Linked DNA regions of Danio rerio: region 1 is linked to region 2. Evidence: chromatin contacts called from public HiCAR-type data. All regions are on one chromosome and are shown on one strand. The core of a region is the stretch at or near the end of the contact, and the rest is flanking DNA. Distances in the headings are between cores, read along the strand shown. Region 1 holds the start of magi3a (membrane associated guanylate kinase, WW and PDZ domain containing 3a). Region 2 overlaps magi3a (membrane associated guanylate kinase, WW and PDZ domain containing 3a).

What was found. HiCAR-type assays count read pairs that join an accessible place to other places.
Region 1: a HiCAR-type map of caudal fin shows a contact between it and region 2, with 6 times the contacts expected there. The contact joins the promoter of magi3a here to the enhancer-like site in region 2. A contact is called at or near these places in 5 of 18 Hi-C or Micro-C datasets (caudal fin, embryo, hematopoietic stem cells and 1 more) and 3 of 4 datasets of contacts at active chromatin or transcription factors (caudal fin, embryo and gastrula embryo).

Annotation. Positions count from the first base shown.
Region 1 is chr23:29,405,865-29,409,624 of GRCz12tu, reverse strand. magi3a (membrane associated guanylate kinase, WW and PDZ domain containing 3a) reads left to right here and starts at 2,023. Exons shown (of 21, transcript NM_001365194.1): 1 at 2,023-3,119. The coding sequence starts at 2,813. si:ch73-206d17.1 reads right to left here and starts at 155. Exons shown (of 10, transcript XM_684560.8): 1 at 1-155.
Region 2 is chr23:29,233,807-29,237,525 of GRCz12tu, reverse strand. The region is part of intron 3 of magi3a (membrane associated guanylate kinase, WW and PDZ domain containing 3a); the gene reads left to right. Among named protein-coding and RNA genes, the nearest start is that of rsbn1, 97 kb to the right of the region's middle. Within about 2 kb of position 1,760, at least 28 of the 62 cell types and tissues checked have an H3K27ac peak or open chromatin away from gene starts, as enhancers often do. A contact at or near this core is called in caudal fin, where this site is marked.

The sequences.
Region 1 (3,760 bases), core at 774-3,273, 170 kb before region 2:
CTGAATCAAATTAATCTATTGAATGTATATTATGTTAAAATGACTTGCATATCTTATACATTTAAGTTGGTACATGCTTAACTAAGTTACAATGAACTAAAATCAAGCATATGCTGTCATGACTAATTGATCATAATGTTTTTCAGTGTATGATAGAGATTTATTGCTGGAAAAAAGACCATCACCTCCACTCAACCCTGGAAAGATAGAACTGCTTGTGATTTGGTGCAACCTAACACTGAATTCCAACTTCTTCGCAATTGGAACTGGAAATGAATCATCATAAATATATTATAGGCCTGTATATGTTTAGCATGTGCAGGATGCTACAACATTGTTCTCAGGGGGCGTAATCTTTGTAGAAAGTGTAACTCTGCACTATTACAGCAGATGGCAGTATTATTCAACATCAGACCAAGAAGTTTTTCACAGTTCTGTTTTAACACTTGATGTGAAGAACGTTATGCAGTTCTATATTACTTTGCAAAACAAAATGGCATGTTGTTTTTGTAAAGTACATAATACATGCATTAAAATCATGTTGTTCATGTATATAAATGCATGTAACAGGAGCAAATTTATACGTCCCATATTGAAATGTATAAATGTGTAAAGGATTTTCCTTTTGTTTTGTATGCAACAGACACAAATTACTTCATAATAATAGTCCAATATATTCTGCAGTTATTAATTTAATTTCACATTTTGGGGGTTCAACCAGGGCTAAACAATACAGAACCCCCAAACTATTGTACTCCATATAGATATGCTTATAATGAAACAATTATAAATTATAAATAATTCTGGTTCGAGTCCCAGCTGGGTCTGTTGGCTTTTCTTTGTGGAGTTTGCATGTTCTCCCCGAGTTCGTGTGGGTTTCCTCCTGGTGCTCCGGTTTACCCCACAAGTCCAAAACATGTGGTACAGTTGAATTGGGTAAGCTAAATTTGTCCATAGTGTATGAGAGTGAATGAGTGTGTTTCTCAGTGATGGGTTGCAGCTGGAAGGGCATCCACTGCTTAAAAACATATGCATGGATACAATGTGGGTTCATTCCGCTATGGTGACCCCAAATTAATAAAGAGATTAAGCCGAAAAGAATCATGAATGAATGAATGAATGAATGAATGAATGAATGATTGATTTAAGTTTTTTTATTATTATGATTTTTTCATTTTTCAATAGTACTTTGTTATTGACTCTTTACTTTGTTTTTTATTAAAACTTTACCCTTTTTCTTTTTGTCATTATTTTTCCTCCTGTTAATGTTAGAAGGGTGTGAGGGTATTTTGATTTTCTTTAATAGATGATTTAGTTCCTTTCTATCAGTTAGAGAACTTTTTATTTGTTGATTTGGCTTGAACTCCCTCTTGAAGCTTGCTTTATTCAAATTGCATTGTGAAGTGTTTGGGTTTTGGTAATTTTTCGTTTGTTTAGTCTTTTGGGAGGTTGCTCATGGGACATTATTACTGACACACACACACGCACACACACACACAAACAAACAAACTTCACTAACTATTTTGACTACTATTATGTTGTGTACCTGTGTTCCCCTAGACAGAATTAAGGGTATGTAACAGTTATTAAAAATACTTACATTTACCTTTTATGATTTATGATAGTATTTGAATTATAGGTATTTGTCATGCCAGTGTTTCGCAACTATATTCCTAAGGGACCATCCGACCTGCATTTTTTGGATGTCTTCTTGTCTGTCACAACCATGACAGGTCTTTTGGTCTCTGCTGATGAGCTAATGATCTAAATCAGGTGTGTTTGGTAAGGAGGTATGGAAAATGTGCAGAGCTAGTGATCCTCCAGGAACGTGGTTGAGAAACACTGTGGTATGCGATTTCATTTAAAGTACTTAATTTTCCTCAACAGAGTTGCCATGTCCTTTCAGCTCTAAGCATAGCAGAGGCGCTTTTATGTTTGGCATTGTGAAATAGTGCGGTAAAGCCCGCCCCCTCGCTCTGATTGGCCGCCGTGCTTTCGTCCACTCTGCATTGGTGTCGGTGTGCGCCACTGACAGACGCTGCTCTGGTTTGGCGCAAGTAATAAGCTGAAAAAAAGACTACAAAGTTGCAAAGCTGCACCTACAATTAATGACCGACGGGCACTGACAGCTCCACACAACAACAACAGCCCACACGAGAGGGCGTTTCTACTAGAATCAAAGGTCGTCTGACGCTGGACCTAGCAATTCGTGCATTCCCGATCCAGGTATACATTGTTGCTCCTCGTCGTTTCCCGTGAACGCGCCGGTAGCTGATGTCATTGGAACAGGTGCGCGAAACCAAGTTAACAACAGTCGCCCTAGATCGCGAGGGATTACACGCGGATCTGAGTGTTTTTCTACGGCGTTTCATTCATCAGCCGGTATTACCGAGCGATTTGAGGAGGCTAGATTATTTTTATGCGCCTGGATGAAGTAGGCTGTCCTGCCTCGGTGGTAGTTTATTGCCATTTCCGTGTCTTTTGCTCCTAGAAAGCGTTTGTTTGGATCGTGCGAGGACATTTGGCGACACACTTCTTGGTGAGCTCTGAAGACTAGCGTAGATTTTAAGGCAATGATCTATTTTACCTTCGCGTGAGCTTGTGCCTCAGTTCTGATGAATTTCGTGCGTTTTGACTGAACCATACTGGGAGTACAACCGAGCGATGTCAATTGTGAAGTTTTAGGACCTTTTTTTTACCTTTACATCAAGACATGGGAATGAAGCCGCTGTGCTTTTTAGCACTCTAAACGCGCTTGCATAAGGAAATAACCAGTTTGTTTTGAGAGACTCGTGTACGAAAGGGATTAATCATGTCCAAGACGCTGAAGAAGAAGAAACACTGGTCCAGCAAAGTGCAGGAATGTGCTGTTTCGTGGGGTAATGCAGAGGAGCTCTGCGCCGTGTTGGAGATACGCGGAGGAGCCGAGCACGGAGAGTTCCCGCACCTGGGACAGGTGTTGTCGGACGCGCTAGTGTGCCATGTCGGCAGGCTGCCTGGTCCAGGAGATGTGCTTCTGGAGGTGAACGGCACGCCTGTCAGCGGACTGACAAACCGAGACACCCTCGCCGTCATCCGCCACTTTCGCGAACCCCTCCGTCTGAAGACTGTCAAGCCAGGTTAGTTTGTCTGTTTGCTAATTAAAGCCTGAGTTATCTGTTTGTGACGCTACAATTACACACAAGTTTCTTTTTAAAACTCAAATAAATGCTAGTTTATGCATTTTAAAACTAGCATTTATAAGCAAATAATCTACCACTTTACGTTTCATTTTTGTATGTTTGAAAGTGGGTTAGCATCGCTTTTAGCAGAGCTTGTGCTCAATGTTACAATGTGTTGTTTAGCAACAGACAACCAATCACGAACTGACCCAGTGCCTGCCTTGTGAAAGCTTAAATTGCATTAAACAAAATAAAGATCCTATAAAAGATTTATATCATTTAACATCCATAGAGCCTATATATTCAACAGAATGTTCTTAAAATTCTTTGAAAAGAACATTTTTAATTATTTAGAGTAGCCTAAACAAAATGTATCACAAAAGTACTATACCTTTATATACAGGCCTATACATTCTGCTATACTATATTAGAAAACATATGTGCAGTTTTATTGTATACTGCAAACTGGCACTATTTTTTTCTATTTATAGCTGCTTTATATACTGGGTTTGTTTCAGATACTTTTTTTTACATCATTAACCTATTCCTGCTTATTAAAGTGAGTCTGTTTTGAATCATGCACTGTTACGAAGTGCTAT
Region 2 (3,719 bases), core at 511-3,010:
ACCACCGGACAAGTTTGGTAATCCCTAATCTACAGCAATAGCTGGATGCCTTCATCCATGCTAGGGATTTCCTGAGATGTTCTGCTACTTTTGTGAGGCATAAATGGAATTTCTGCTCAAGAGCAGCCAGTATGAATGAAACAAGCATTACATGCATTTAAAGTGCCACAATATCCACATCACATTATTTTGAGAGAAAACAAAACAAAAAAAATCTCCCTCTAAAGAAATTTGAAGTAAACCCCTGTTTTTAGCATATAAATCATTATTTTACATTTATTTATTCATTTATTTACTATTTTTGTTACAATTTTTATTATATCAAAATAAGCAGCCTATTGAATATCAATATTTTGCAAGGTGTCTTCGGGGCTAAGCCCCTTATGCCTTTCTACCGTAGCAGCGCCCCAGAAGAATCGTTTGTTCATGATTTAGTCTACACCGATTTGATTCACTCTTATGAAGTGGCTCAGAAGTCATTTTTCAATCAAATTATACACTGAGCAAGGCTCAACAATAAGGACTGCCCGATGGCCCGGGGCCAGCTTGAGAGACGCTCGGGACAGTAGACAAGATCGTTACTGGCCCGATTGGGCCACTGCTGCCATGTCACTAAAGTTTAATTTGCCTGCAACAGTTTGCAAATTTTGTAGAATTGAGAAACAGTTTGTGCTTTTAAGCCTTTAAATGCTCCCTTCTCTGTGATGTTGTAAACACCATATTGCTTTTCAGTTCCTCTTATCTGATTGGATGTTGTGAGCACGCTATTTTTGTCTGTAAGTTGGCAACAACCAGTGCATCGAAGTGACAGAAACATGGCAGCAACATCAAATTATGAGGCTAATGTCTAGGAAGCAAACATTTATGTGGGTACAACATGTTGGAAAAAAGTTTGTCGTCAGTTTGGCAAAGCAGCCACCTTTTGTTAAATCATTAAGAACTGCAATAAAATACTTTTCCATACTGCACTTTTTGTTTCCATAACACTTTGAATTAATTATTAATTAATACATTAAAACACATTAAACACAATAACTTCTAAATTCACAGATGTTGTTTTTGACGCATTATTTAAAATATGTGGCTAAGAAATAGCTATTAACTTTTTTTGTTTTTTTGGTGGGACCAGAAAAATTTTGACAGGGCAAGTAAAAATCTGAACCACTGGCCCAAATCCTTAGCGTTAAACCCTGCTGAGTGTTCTAAAGTAGCAAGTTATACTAAGATTGAGACTGCCATTCATATGCATTTGACTGTGGGAGATAGGTAACAAGCTTTTTGGATTTTGAATGTCAAGTTAGGATTATATTTCCATGCAAAATTATATCTCATTGGAATTTAAGTTGCAATGTGGTTAATGTGGTGTTGCTGTAAAATAGTCAATTACAAATTTTACATTGCGCTTTGTTTTACATGTAGAACTGTGTATGTCTTGAGAAAATTCACCTCAAGTGTAATGTGTTATTTCAACCACAGGTGGAGTCTGCACCCACAGGGCCGAGTGTGTAACTTGACACTCAACCCATGGCCTGCTGGGATATCACTGTTGGATAATGGGGCCTGTTATTTCTACGCAAAACAGCATAGCTGTGATCTTTAAAGCCCTTATTTTGAACTTTGCCGCTTTATATACTTGTTTTTCCAGTCACATAGCTTGTGAAATCAGGAGAGGACACTCAGCAGAATTGTTTTGAGTAAGCAGGTTTCTTTTATGCATGGCCTAGTGCCTGTTGATAGAGATGATAACGGCTGTTGACAGTGCACACTTCTGTTAAGGTACTGTCCATCTGTGAAGTCCACAGCAAGTCAACCACAGCACAGATTGGACCATGATTATTATGGAGCAGCAATAACGTTTTTTTTTTTTTTTTTTTTTTTTCATTAGAAACCACGAGGTCCAAAAATATATTGAACAACTGTCATTCGGAATTTAATTTTAACCTGAAATATGCAAGAATTTAGATACATTTGCATGTTAAATATCAATGAAAAAATCGTACATACATTTAAACACATTTTACCAGTTTATTTGATCATAAAATTCAGCCTTATCTAACAAGAAAACGGAATTATTTTGTAAGATTGTAAGATTATTGTAAGAAGTTAGATTGTGTTAGAAACAGTGATATTAAGTGTTTTTTTTATGATATGTAATTTAACCTTTTGATAAATATAAATATGTTTTTTGCCATGTGTGGAGTGATAACAGGACACATCACCTTTAATATTTTTTTCAGTTTGTTTGTTTGTTTGTTTGTTTGTTTGTTTGTTTGTTTGTTTGTTTTTGTTCATGGTTTACTTGTGGCACTATTGGTTGGAGGTTTGGGGTTTAATTGCATTTTAGATTTCACTGAGATATACATTGGGATAGAAATACAAATTCACCAGTTGAAATAACTAGCTCTATTTGGAAAGTCATTAATTAAGATATATTGATTGGGACGATTTTGTAAGGTAGTTAAACATGAATATATCTTATGTCATTTATTTTATACATTTTACATATGATAAACAAACTGCAGTTCTAGAGAGCAAAATGTTAAAGTGAAAAAAATATTGCTTCATGGTGTTCTGGAGAGAGCCTGACAGCATTCATGTGCAGAAATTGAATAGTAGTAGTAAACTTTATTGTCCTTGACAGGAAATTTGTTATGGGCAACACCATATTGCTGCAGACATTCTATAAAACAAACAATACAAAATATAGAAGTTACAATAATTACAATTATTGATAAACTCTTGTTAAAAAAGCCACTGAAATTGATACAAAGGATTTTTTTATTAGTTTACCCTACACTAAGGGACTCTATATATCTACCGAAGGGAAGCAGTTCATAATGTGGGGGGGGGGGAAATGAGTTACATCATTCAGCATCCTTTCCACCTGATTAAGGACACAATTCTCATATAAAACTTGAGGATTAAAATATTCATCGTGCCCAACAATTTTCCATCCTGTGTTTAAGAGATGCATCAACTTAGATTTATACTGTACAGATGTAGGCGAGTATATTTAGTGATGCTAGATCTGTGCTGTACAGCATGTTGCATTTAACTTGTAAAAATTGAATAAATTTAAGAGGTAAAGCCACACAGAGAGTCTTCAGCTAGAATGTGTAAAAAATAAATGGTTTCTTCAAGTAGAAACAACATAATTCTAAAAAAAAACTTGCATAATACAAAACATTTTCTAAAATATATAGTAAAAATTTAGTTTAGGTCACAATTCACTGTATCAACAAACCATTTACTAACACTACTGGCTTAATAAACTAAGTAGCTGTTTATTAATAGTTAGTAAGGTAGAAGCTTGGTTTAGGTTTTGGGTTGGATTAAGGATACAGAATAAGATCCTGCTTTATAACTACTAATGAACAGTTAAAATTTTTATAACAGGCAGGTAATAAGCCAGTAGATAATAACCTGAATTGTGACCTAAACTACACTGTAAAATAAAATCTGTAAACAAATAAAAAATAAATAAAAAAAAGGTCAAAAGACCTGCAGCAGGGATTCCAGAGATATTCTGTTAAATTACAGAAAATAACCATTTAACAAAATGTCATGCAAAAACTGTAAAATACAGAACATACTTTATGGTCAAAATGCAGTAAATTAGAGTTTATTACTATTGATAATTTGGATTTAAACTGTGAAAAAATGGAAAACAGCTGTCAATTACTGCTATTTTACTAATTATTACTGCAATTAAACATAAT